Regions from separate parts of the Zea mays genome. Here regions 1 and 2 are each linked to region 3. The links are chromatin contacts, called in public Hi-C maps. All regions are on one chromosome and are shown on one strand. Each heading gives the region's core, a stretch centred on a gene start, on an enhancer-like site or on the middle of the called end of the contact. The rest is flanking DNA. Distances are from core to core; before and after follow the strand shown.

Region 1 (4,102 bases), core at 246-2,745, 960 kb before region 3:
TAGTGAGGAAGCCCGTGGACGCCTCAGAGGTCGAACTTGACGGCTATACGGTGTGGAAGCTCTGGATCCACTTCACTCCACTAGATCTACTCGTTGTGCCTCGTCGGTCGTCTCTATTTGAACTGTCGGACCACCGTCGGGCGAAGGCACCTCCACGGACATAGGGTTCTTCAATGCTGCTCGGCATCGCACCGAAGCGTCAATGTATGTGGAAGAAGCCAGGGCTAGCGAACGTGCGTCACGAGAGGAACTTTATGTTGGCGAGAAGAGCACCGACTCGACTGCGATGGGAGCATAGGGTCACCTCACATACGAGGCGTTTACGTAGCTCACGGAGGGAGGGGGAGAAAATGGTGTGAACAATTGGATGCTTTCGGGGAGCTATAGTGCCCATTTATGAGGGGGAGAGAGACGGTTCGGGAACCGTTGGAGATGGCCTTCGCTAGGGAACCAAATAGCCCTCCAATATCAGCATTAAACATTTTTAGTTTCACTGAGACTAACATAGTCTACTCCATCCGTTTCAATTTATAATTCGTTTGACCTTTTTATACCAAATTTGATTAATTTTGACTAATATACTTTAAGTGTGGCTTTGATTTTTTTATTTTTACGTAAAAAATTGAATAAGACGAGCCGGTCAAACTTGAAAATGTCAAACGAATGATAAATTGCGACAGAGGGAGTACTTAAGAGCCAGATTATCATATGTGTTCATTTTATTGTTGACTCTTTGTGACGTGGTAAATACATAAAGCCTCGAGCTACTTTATTAGCCTTTGCTTTATTTTTTAATCGTGACAGCCTCCAGGATTAGGGTTGAAAACGGACGAAAAAATCCAGTCCTAATCTGTACCGTTTTTCACATTTAACTCGTCCATTTTCGTATTTTCGGAAAAATCTGGAAACAGGAGAGTCTATTTCGTCCGTTTTCGTGGGATCCCATTTTTCAAATTTAACCCATATTTATCCCGTATTTAAGAAATCCGGGATGACCCCAATATACATTAGTGCACAAACTAAATTATCATATTCTTAAGTGATATATTATAACATAAGTGGTCATTCTAGCCACCGGCTCTCCTTAATGGCAAGTGGTTTAAAAGCTCAAACGACATCGATCGTAGCTATATATACTATTGGCAAGCAAACAACAATAAAATGTTGTCTCTCTATATCTATTTGTTTCATATAATTGTCATGCTAGTCAGTCATCAATATTGTACGTGTATGTATTAAATTACGAGTTTCCGTTTAATATTTCCGCTTTCGTTCTTTTTCATACACCCATTTATCTCACTACCGTTTTCGTTCTCGATTATTCTGGACCTATCCTGTTTTCGGTGATAAAATGTGGGGACGAAAACGGGAGATGCGTTTTTTTATCGGTTTTCATTCCTAGACAGGGTAGACTACATATCATGTCTACAGTAGAAGGTTTGTTTTTTTACATATGAACACGGGCACACGAATCGTCGGCTCACGGCCTCGTCACGCCCACCCTCTCCCTCTTCGGGTTCCAGGCTTCCAAAGTTGTCAGAGACGGCGAGAGTAGGGGGTTTCCAGGAAGCTTCGCCAGGGCGCCGGTAAGTTGACTGGATTTGCTGCTAGGCAGTCAGGCAAGCTCGAGTTTTGCCATTTGAGAAGGAGAGGGAAAATGATGACCTCGTGGCTTCTGGGCCGCCGGGGCCCCTCCGGCTTCTCCTGGAGTTCCACCGCCGACCAAGTCACGCAGGGCATCTCCGCCGCCGGCCTCACCGCCATCGTCACTGGTCCGTACTTATTCCCCAACATTTCTTCTTCCTTCTTCATAGTATTTATTATTAGTAATCCAGCCCAATCCCATCCAGGGGCGTCCAGCGGCATCGGCGCGGAGACGGCGCGAACGCTGGCGCTGCGCGGGGCCCACGTCATCATGGCCGTCAGGAGCCTTCCCGCTGCCCAGGCCGTCAAGGACGCCGTCCTCGCCCAGGCGCCGGGGGCCAAGCTCGACGTCATGGAGCTCGACCTCTCGTCCATGGCCTCTGTCCGCGCTTTCGCGTCCCAATTCATCGACAGGGGTCTCCCCCTCAACATCCTTATGTATGTATTATGTTTATATTAATTGTTGCCTGCTTTGCTACCTGGGATGAATTATGACTCCTAACGAATCACTAATTCAGTCAGGAGAAACAGCTCGTACTCGGTTCCAAATTACAAGATGTTAATGGTAGAATTTATTTAACTTTGTGTGATTCTTGTGTTTGAGATTCTCTTGTGCCTGTTCTAATAATCTGACTATATATTGATAGGTCTGCTAATTCAATGCTGGTTCTCTTGACATTTGTTCAAAGTGTAGCTTCAATATATCTTATGGCATTTAATTGATTACTTGGCCCTCTTGCTGGCAGCAACAATGCAGGAGTAATGGCAATACCTTTTGCGCTTTCAAAGGATGGAATTGAGATGCAGTTTGCAACTAATCATGTTGGTACGCATTCAGTATACTTCACTGCTTGTTTAAACTGTTGTGTGTATGGAGATTTCCTACTTCAAATCATATAGCATTGTATAGCACGTGCAAGTCTAGCGCTCTAACTCAAGCTGGAGTTTTTTACCTGACCGTTATTCAGAAGTTTTCATTTATCATGGTGTTTAGACACAATTTTACTAAACTGTGGTTCTAATTTCATAATTTTCAGGGCATTTCCTGCTCACACACCTTCTATTGGATACCATGAAGAGGACCTCTCATGAATCAAATTTGGAAGGAAGAATTGTCAACGTGTCATCAGAGGGGCACAGACTTGCATATCGGGAAGGAATCCGTTTTGACAAGATCAACGATGAATCAGTGTATGTAATTGCTGTGCTGTGATTATGTTCTACGGTCTAATTTACTTTGTTTTGAAGAAAACCTAGCCACTTGTTCAATCTTGTGTTGTGCAGGTATAGTAGCATTGGTGCATATGGGCAATCAAAGCTTGCAAACATATTGCATGCTAATGAACTTGCCAGGCGATTTGAGGTATGTCTTGTCCATCTAACACATGCATGTTTTCTTGACCTTATGGTGCATGTATAGTTACAATGCATTTGTATGCATTGCAACTTTTTTTCTCGAGCGCGCATGAGAGCTGCGCACCATTATATTAAGAAGAAAAAGATCTAAAATAGACCGATACAAACCGTCGGAGCGGTAAATGCACGAAAATAGAAGAGGGTTACAAGACAGCAGAGAGAACCTGAACCACACAATACACTAAGGCCAAATCTGCTTCAGCCCCGGTGCCCCTGCTAAGCACCATAACCTGGCTTCCTCCTTAATATCTTTGACAACCATGGCCACACTGGGGAAATTTTATCAAAAACACATGCATTACGATGTTTCCACAGCCACCAAGCCACAAGAGCGACCATCGAGTTAAAGCCTCCTCTCTTCTGTTTAGGCTCCTTCAACACAGCTGCCTTCCACCATTATTGGAAAACTGAAACGCCAGGATCAGGAGCTAACTGCTGCAGACCTATTAGCGAGAGCACCAAGAACCAAGTTTGCCTAGCAAAGACGCAAGCCACAAGAAGATGCTGTATAGTTTCCTCCTCTTGATCACAAAGCAGGCGATACTTACGGTGCGCTAAGCCTCGGCGAGCCAGGCGATCCGCTGTCCAGCAGCGATTTAGAGAGGCCAACCAAAGGAAGAACTTACACTTAGGAGGCACCCACGTCTCCCAGATGCGTGCAGCTGGCTCAAACACCACAGCCCCACAAACAAAAGATTGTAAGCCGACTTGGAAGAGTAGGCACCTGATGCGGAAGGGAATCATACATGCTGGTCATGAATTCCGGGGCCAAGATGAAAACCTTGCAGCATGTCCCAGCACAAAAAGAACTCATAGAAGGCCTGCAAGGACAGAACACCTCTAACATCGTGGAGCCATTGATTATCAGCCAAGGCACCTTGAACAGTTCTGATGTTCCGAATACGATTAGGCACTGAAGAAACCAGATTTGGGGCAAATTCAGCTGAAGATTTTCCATGCAGCCATCGATCCAACCATAATAGCGTTTCAGCTCCATCACCAACTACCGACCGAACTGACACAACAAACATGGTCGCCGCAC
Region 2 (3,636 bases), core at 966-3,465, 650 kb before region 3:
AGATAAGTTTTTTCACTGACATGTGGGTTCCACATATTACTGTTTGTTACAATTAGTTGTCTGTTGGGCTAGCCAAATAGATCCAGTATAGAGCTCTTCTGAACAGTTTTCTCAACACAAGTGGAATCCTAGATCTAAGTTGGAGTTACTCTAAGATAGATCTAGTGCTCCAAAATCTGATGGAGATACGTGATCCATTTAAATCCATGGAGTATTTGATAAATATATACTTGTTATATATCTTGTAGTTAGAAGAGTTGGAAGAGTCAAATATTTTCAAGTTTGATTATATTAAAAAAACATTAACATTTGTATCTTTCAATAAATTTACTATAAAAATATATAACAAAGTTTATTTAATGATGTTTGTTGAGATAGTAAACATTAATACTTTTACATATTTAATTAAAATTAAAAATTTTTTCTTTCTGAAAATACTGACTTATTGATAATTAATATTTTTAATATATTTGATCAAATTTAAATTTTATTTTTATATTCGATCAAACTTGTTTTTTTCTTTTAGGTCATTTATTTTTTGAGGTAGGGTGAGCACTTATTTATTTTTAGAAGTATGGTGGGAGTAGGTTTGAAGCCAACGGGAATTAAGCAAACAGCACGCCATCTGGCTGCTTACTGCATCCAATTGGACTTGTGGCTCCCAAGTCACTGTCGCTTGCTCTTCATCAGGGATAGGTAGGATACACCCTTTACGGAACGGTGGAAGTGAGGGTAGACTGGTAGAGCATCAATGGCGGGCGAAGAAGAGATCCCGCTGCTTTGTTACTGATCAAAGCAAATATCCGTGAATCCATCGAAACTTAGCTCTATGTATGATCCGATTCAATACACACCTAGCGGTGGGATTAATTCATTCGGCATTTTTTCAACTCGCAAACGAGGATCTCTCAAACCACAATCTCAGCATGAATACCGCCGCAATAAACCACAACGTAGAACATTATCTAATTTGCGGTTCATCAAGTAAATATTTATTTAGGACACCCGGAAGAAACGAAGGTGAAGGTAGAAGACAAGCGCAGCAGCCAGGCAAATGATGGGAGCTGAGGATCAGATCCGATCAGTAGTCGTCGTCGCCGCCATAGTTGTCGTAGCCGCCCCCGTACGAATCTTCCCTCTCCAGGTTCTCCTCCACCCTCTCCGACACGCGCTCCTCGAACTTGTCCTCCAGGTAGCTCGCCCCACCGGCCAGCGCCAGTCCTCCGAGCACGCCGGCCGCCGCGCCGACTGCCAGCCCCGTTCCCATCCCCATCTTGTTTTTCTTCTTGCCGTCGGCACCAACGGCGCTGGTTCCGTACGCAGCGGTAGCAGCATCGACGGGAGGAGCGCCGTAAGCAGCGGCGACAGGAGGAGCGCCGTAAGCAGCGGCGACAGGAGGAGCGCCGTATCCCGGCTGAGGAGGCGGCGCGGAGCCATAGGTGGAAGGGTACCCGGCAGGAGGCGCCGCGGTGTAGGGCTGCGCGGCGCCGTAGCTGCCACTGCCGCCGTAACCGCCGCCGCTGCCATAGCCTCCTCCGGAGCCGTAGTAGCCGCCAGCAGCCGCGGATGAGCCGTAGGGGTCACGAGTGCCCGCGTTGGCGTAGCCCGCGGGGGCCGGGTAGGGATTGGGGTCATAGTACCTGGACGGCTCCTTGACGGCTACGCGGACGTCGAGGTGGCCGTGGGGGCGGCCCGAGGGGCGCTTGAGGCGGAGATTGCGCGAGGCCTTGCCCCCTATCCCGGCGTCGTCGAGGACGTCGCGGAGCGGAAGGCGTGCGGAGCCGACGAGAGGCTTGACGCCCTCGGCGGCGTTGGCGTGGACGACGTCGATGTAGAGGACGGCGTCGTCGAGGCGGGAGGTGGGCGGGAGCGGGACGAGGAGCTTCTCGTCCCACGTCGGGTTCTCGCCGTTGTCGAGGTCGACGCGGGTGGAGCACTTGGCACCGGAGTCGATCCAGACGACGGCGTACGGCTTGAGTTCGCCGTTGCGCCAGTTGACGTTCTTGAGGTCCCGGGCGGAGCCCACGGTGACCTCCACCTCGTAGCGTGAGCCCATCGCTGTCGCTGGTGGCCGAATGGGATGGATCAGGGGGGAGGAAGGATAGAAGGGAAAGACTTTTGCTTCTGCGTGGATTGCACGAACTGGACCGGCGTACATAAATAGGGACTTGGCCGCGGGGTCGGGGAAGAGTGGACGACGCGACGCCGGGTTCTGTCTGCCCGCCTTCCTACCCTGGCGGCTCGACCGGGGACTGGTGTGCCAGTGGAATCGAGTCATCGACGGGATCTCCACGCGGCTTCCTGGTCCTGGCCTGGCCTGCTGTGTGCGCGCGTGCCTGTTGCCTCCCGCCCACGTTTGACCCGACTGACCGCGGCGATGCGAGGTCCGCAGGAAATGGAATGCATTATGCACCAGCAGTAGCATTGGGGCGCGCACCGGACCCACCCAACTACCCCGCTCCATGACAACTCCATGGGTCACAGCGCAAGCGGGTCGGGACGGAACGCCTGCCTGCGGTCTTTGCTGGTATGGGGACTTTGCAGTTTCAATTCGGTGTCTTGTTTGCTTAGCTATTAAGGAGTGACGACATTTGCCCTCGGGCCACCATGCATTCTCTCGTTTCCTTCCACCGTTGTACAACATTGACCATTATACGCCTCATTATTACTACTGCTAGGATTATATCTCTATATATGGACTGCATTACCGATATCTGAGCTAAGCTAAGCTGTGCAGACCAGACCCACGTCGTACTGACAGGATTTGAATCCTGATTTGAATTTCGGCATCAGAAGTTGACACTGTATCATGATATAGCATGTAAGAGCATCTGCAAGAGACTCTTCATTTTTTTTCTTTATTTGACTATCTATTTACGTTTTCATAAAGATTACACTTTATATATAGCATCTCAGTCCAACAGACTATCTATTTAGTTTGGCTAGTCAGGTGGCTAGCCAAATTTAGCTAGTGAGAGAGCCAATTTACAGAGTCAGATAGCTTGCGAGTTAGATAGCTAGTCTGATGGAGATTTAATTTACTATTGAGTAGCTAAAATTTGACTTAGCGAGTTATTTAACTAGTCTCTTGAAGATGCTCTAATAATTTAAAGCTTAAATTAGCGATTGTACACTGAAAATTTACTCTTTTTTCTAAGAAAAAGTCTACTTAACCTTCTGAGCTATTTGGTCTACTTCACTCTTTCACGTATAAAATCAGGTATTCTATCTCTCAAGACATTAAAGTTATTTAGCCAATAAAATTGTCTAAATAACGCTTGAGATAATTTTAAGGTGATTTTGGTGACGTCTTGGAGGGTTATTCAGACGGTTTTCTGTAGCTTGATAGTAGAATACCTGGTTTTATAGATCAGTGAATTAAGTAGACCACCATAAAAAAATAGTAGGATTTGCTCAAGAAACATTTTGATTCCAGTGATTTTTTTTTAGATACGACACCCACTAAAATACTCATTTCTAGCTTTCGAGGGTAAAACGAGCGATGAAATGCCATTTTCGCCGTGTAATGATGGTACCAGGGTAAACTACTAAAGAAAGGATCATTTGTATCAGTTGAGAACCGGTTACACTACTGGATTCTCAGCGGGTACTGAACAACCAGGACTAACGGCACTA
Region 3 (4,156 bases), core at 573-3,072:
CGGGTGGGGCTTCAGGCTTGGAGTAACAACAGCAACCATGGAGTTGGTTGTGCCTACAGCAGCACAGTAGAGGAGAGAGGGTGGCTGGGGAGCACGCCTTGGGCACAAGCGAGGACGAGGTGCGCGCGCCAGGGAGTAGGGGCGGCTAGCCGGCCACGCCGCTGGCCACCGTGCCGGGGCGCCGGGCTTCGCCTGGGGAGGGGCTGGGTTCGGCTGGTTCGGCCGGGCTCCGGGTACGTCGAGTTAGCGCCATGTCGAGTACGGCAAGAGGCGAGGAGAGGGATTGAGAGAGGAAGGGGCGAGCTCACCATGAACGAGCGAAGGGGCAGGTCCAGCATGAACGACGTTGCGAACTCCGGTTGGGCGAGAGGGAGGAGTGGGGAGGAGGGCATCGGGCCTGTTTGAGAGGAACTACGGCGTGCTATGGATCCTCCCGATTTTGAGGGCGGCGTGGGGGAATAGGCGGTTGAGGAAGGGAGCTCCGCGCGGGCGTGAGCGACAGAAGCTGCGGCGCAGATACGGTGTGCGGAGCTGTGGGGATTTCACGGTGGATGCGCACCTGCGTGCAGTGCAGCGCGGCTGCTGGGCTGCGTGCGCGCTCGGTGGGCCACTGGCACAGGGGTGCGGTGCTGGGCCGGGGAGGTGAGCGTGCGGAGTGGGCTAGGGGAAGGGGTTTTGGCGACGGGAAAAAATCTACGCCTATATAGAGAGGATGGATGGGGTCAGACAGTTGCGGAGACCATTGCGCGACGAGGCAACGTGAAACGAGTTGGTTGCGACTGCGTTCGTGTCGCACACATGTGTGAAACAAATGGCCATTGCAACAACAACGAATGCACGCGATCAGAGGTAGACGGGGTTAGACGAGGATAGCCGACGCGAACAGCATGCCGTTCGCGAGAAGCGGTTCAGTGATCTCACGAAAAAGGGCACGAGATCTAGAACAGGCTCGACGAGAGGAAAATATATATACATATGTTATCGAGTATCCAAAATTTTATAGTTTTCGCAAATACTAAATTTTCGACAGTTTAATTAATATTAGAAAAACTAAAATTCATATTTAATACTCGAAGAAACGTTCCGAAGATTCCAAAAACTCTTAGGAACATCCTCGAGATATTTTAATCTGTTGTGATAATATTTTGCACTCATAAATACTATGCATCAGCATGAATGCAACAATCAAAGTCCCTCTAAGATTTTATTTTACTAGGCTTACACATATATATAAAAAATAACTCTTCTATTTAGAAAAAAGAAAATAAAAGCAAGGAAAAGAGAGGCTAACACCTGAATTTGGTGAATATTAGAAAATAAATTTTATACCTTTAAATTCAGGGTGTTACACGATCCAATTTATCCTTCAGCACGTTGTGTTGGCGACGAAATCGCGTATACATTCGCAGATATGGTTCCGGCTAATTTTAGTCAAATCACAGAGCAAATTATCGATGCCAAAACTAGTTTATTTTGGTCTATCATTTCTCGCTCCGATCCAAAACTTCGGATATAAATATCGGGTGCAAATTCATCTGACTCCGAAGTATTCACTAAATCATAACCCTGTACAATTATTGTTGTCAGTCTCATTTTTTTTGTTCGATCTCTGATTATATCTTTGAGACCCGGATCTGATAGTATCAAAATATCAACTTTTTGTTTTTGCAAATATGGGAGTTTGAATGAGAAAAAAAAATAAAAAAAATCTCACGTACCTATCTCCTACGGCCGCCCTTGGCTGGAGATTTTTCTTTCTCCCACTATTCACCGCTCTCTCTCCCTCCGTAATCTTCATCCGTGGAAGATTTTTCCCCACCCCCGCTTACCTCCTGCTTCTTATCCTAGAATGCAGCAGCCGTCTTCCTCATCTTTGCAACAGCCACTAGCCCAAGCTCCATAGCCGTCGTGCCTCCTCTGTTGCTTCTTCTGCTATACAGAGCGCCTATCTCCAATTCTCCATTTCCTACGTGCTGCAGGAGCTCGGTCTCTGCTCCAGCACGGTTTTCTTCTTCCCTGCTGCGCGCACTGCTCCCTAGAGCTCACCGCGCCCAGCCGTTCTTCCCTGCGCGCGCGTCTGCTCCCTGGCCGTCAAGTTCCTCTGCTATGAGCTCGCCCTACTCCCAAAGCGCGTCTCTAGTTCCCTGCTCGCCTAGCTCGGATTGAGCCGCGCGCCCAGCGCTCCCTCTGTCCGTTGCCATAGCTCGGAACTTCCTGGTGCTCGCTCAGTCTGCTCGTCGAATCTCCTCCGTGCTCCCATGGCGCCCCGGCGTTTCTCCCAGCCGAGCACTTCTTCTTCCCACAACCGCGCCCTTGGTCCCCGCCATGAAATTCCCTGCATGCTCCTCAAGTTCCCAGCGCCGGCCGTGCCTGGCCAGATCTCCCTCCAGCTCGGCCCCGCCCTCTGCGTGTGCTCCTCCCTGCTCAGTTCTCCTGCGTGCCGCGCGCCCTTCGTTCCTGTCTCACGCGCGCTAGCCAGCCCAGAGCTTCCCTGCGCGCGCCTGGATCTTCTCCCTCCCAGGCGTTCGGCTGTTCGAACCGCGTCCAGCCGAACGGCTCCTCCCACGCGTGCTCCTCCATCCTCCTTGTGTCCCTGGTTCTTTCCCCTGCGCTCCCAACCGTCGAAGCTCCCTACACTCGCCCCTGACCTCCCATGGCTGTATGCCCCATCTCAGCTTTGCCCTCTGTTCGGCGTGTTTGCCCCTGTAGAGCCCGCCCAGCCTCCATTTTTTCCCAGCCTGGATCTCCCTGCTCGCCTTGCTCCTCCGGCGCCGTGGTTTTCTGCTCGCTTGGCCGGCCATGGTGGCTATGCATGCCTTCTGGCCGTGGATGGTTCTGCCCAGGCCACCGTCGCGCCCAGAGAAATGGTGCGCGTCCCTGCGCCTGGTTTTCGTTTCCGTCGCGCCGATCTGTGCTCCGTCCTGGCCATCTTCTCTGCCTCCGATCTGTGGCGCCGTCGCAAGCTCGTTAGCCACTATTGTCTTGTCCACGCCAGCACGCGTTCATGGTCGCGTCGGCCAAATTCACCAACGTTCTATTACCAATTCGACTATCATCGCTGTTGCGTGCGCTCGCGCTCTCTATCCCCTGGTCGACCTCGTCGTCAGGCTTCGCCTTGCAGGTCGTCGTTCTTCGCTCAGCAAGGTTTCATTCTAAGCGCCGCCCTTCAAGTTCGCGTCCTTGGCGGACTCGCACCTCCGTGTCGTGTCCGCTCGTCCATGCTGTCGACCCGTGAGGACACAGGGTCTCGCTAGAGTCGCGCTGCCGTTGACGCAACGCAGGGTCTCGCTCTTTTTCGTGCTCGACCTTACAAGTCTCCAACTCGTCGACATCCTTTGCATCATGGAAAAATCCTGAGAGTTTGAATAAAGCAACAAATCCCATGTGATGCAACATTTGCCAAGAGCTCGACCGGATGTCTAAACTGAGAACCGTCGTCGCCCTCACGGTTATCAAATCGATTCGATCATGGTGAGCCAATTTATTATTTTGTGATTATTGGGCGTAGTTGTATATCGATAACTAGTATTTCCATATGAACTTGTACAACGTCTCGCCGCTAGGTGTTTAAGTCGCTATCGCGTAGCATTATTTTGGTTTGTGATATTCCTATTTATATGCATTCATATGCATTATGCAAATCATTTAGGTATGTTTATTAACCACGTGATGCGGAGAACCAAAGCCAAATTGACCCTAAGATGACGTAACAGGGGGACTACTCCGCAAGATGATGTTGATGGTCGAACCTGAAGATGGACAGACGAAATGAGTATCAGTACAAAAGATGGTCGTCAAGCGGGCGTCGTCTAACAAACACTAACCTAGTGTTTCTTCCAGGCAAGCCCCGGTGCATTCGCCACCTCCTTGTTGTTTTAAAATCTTTTGTCACCTTGTTTGATGCATTAGGTGATAGGAGTTGTGTGCCAAACCCTAATACCCGTTTTATGAAAATTTAGTGATGCTTAGCCCTGCTTATTAATTTAGGATTGTTTTTAAAAGATGATGTGTAACACGGGATATGGGAGTTTGTGAAATAAAATGACTTGTGATGATGAAGCCATTGTGGCCGCGATGATTTCATCATTCAAGTAGGGTACCTCTCTCAGGTATCAAGTTTTAGAAAATAATATGTTATGGAGACCAGACGTTGAGC

Evidence for each region. A called contact is a pair of places that touch in the nucleus more often than the background predicts.
Region 1: a Hi-C map of leaf mesophyll shows a contact between it and region 3, with 4 times the contacts expected there. The contact joins the promoter of LOC100217007 here to the promoter of LOC103632383 in region 3. A contact is called at or near these places in 3 of 25 Hi-C or Micro-C datasets (bundle sheath, ear and leaf mesophyll).
Region 2: a contact with region 3 is called in a Hi-C map of bundle sheath, with 4 times the contacts expected there. The contact joins the promoter of LOC100279462 here to the promoter of LOC103632383 in region 3. A contact is called at or near these places in 2 of 25 Hi-C or Micro-C datasets (bundle sheath and ear).

Annotation. Positions count from the first base shown.
Region 1 is chr7:56,021,572-56,025,673 of Zm-B73-REFERENCE-NAM-5.0, reverse strand. It overlaps LOC100217007 (Retinol dehydrogenase 14), which reads left to right and starts at 1,495. Exons shown (of 8, transcript NM_001143383.1): 1 at 1,495-1,772; 2 at 1,851-2,082; 3 at 2,391-2,470; 4 at 2,682-2,835; 5 at 2,929-3,007. The coding sequence starts at 1,658.
Region 2 is chr7:55,717,600-55,721,235 of Zm-B73-REFERENCE-NAM-5.0, reverse strand. It overlaps LOC100279462 (Calcium-dependent lipid-binding (CaLB domain) family protein), which reads right to left and starts at 2,215. Exons shown (of 1, transcript NM_001152467.2): 1 at 849-2,215. The coding sequence starts at 2,056. The coding sequence ends at 1,082.
Region 3 is chr7:55,066,352-55,070,507 of Zm-B73-REFERENCE-NAM-5.0, reverse strand. It overlaps LOC103632383, which reads left to right and starts at 1,822. Exons shown (of 2, transcript XM_008654221.2): 1 at 1,822-3,471; 2 at 3,714-3,877. The coding sequence starts at 2,259. The coding sequence ends at 3,254.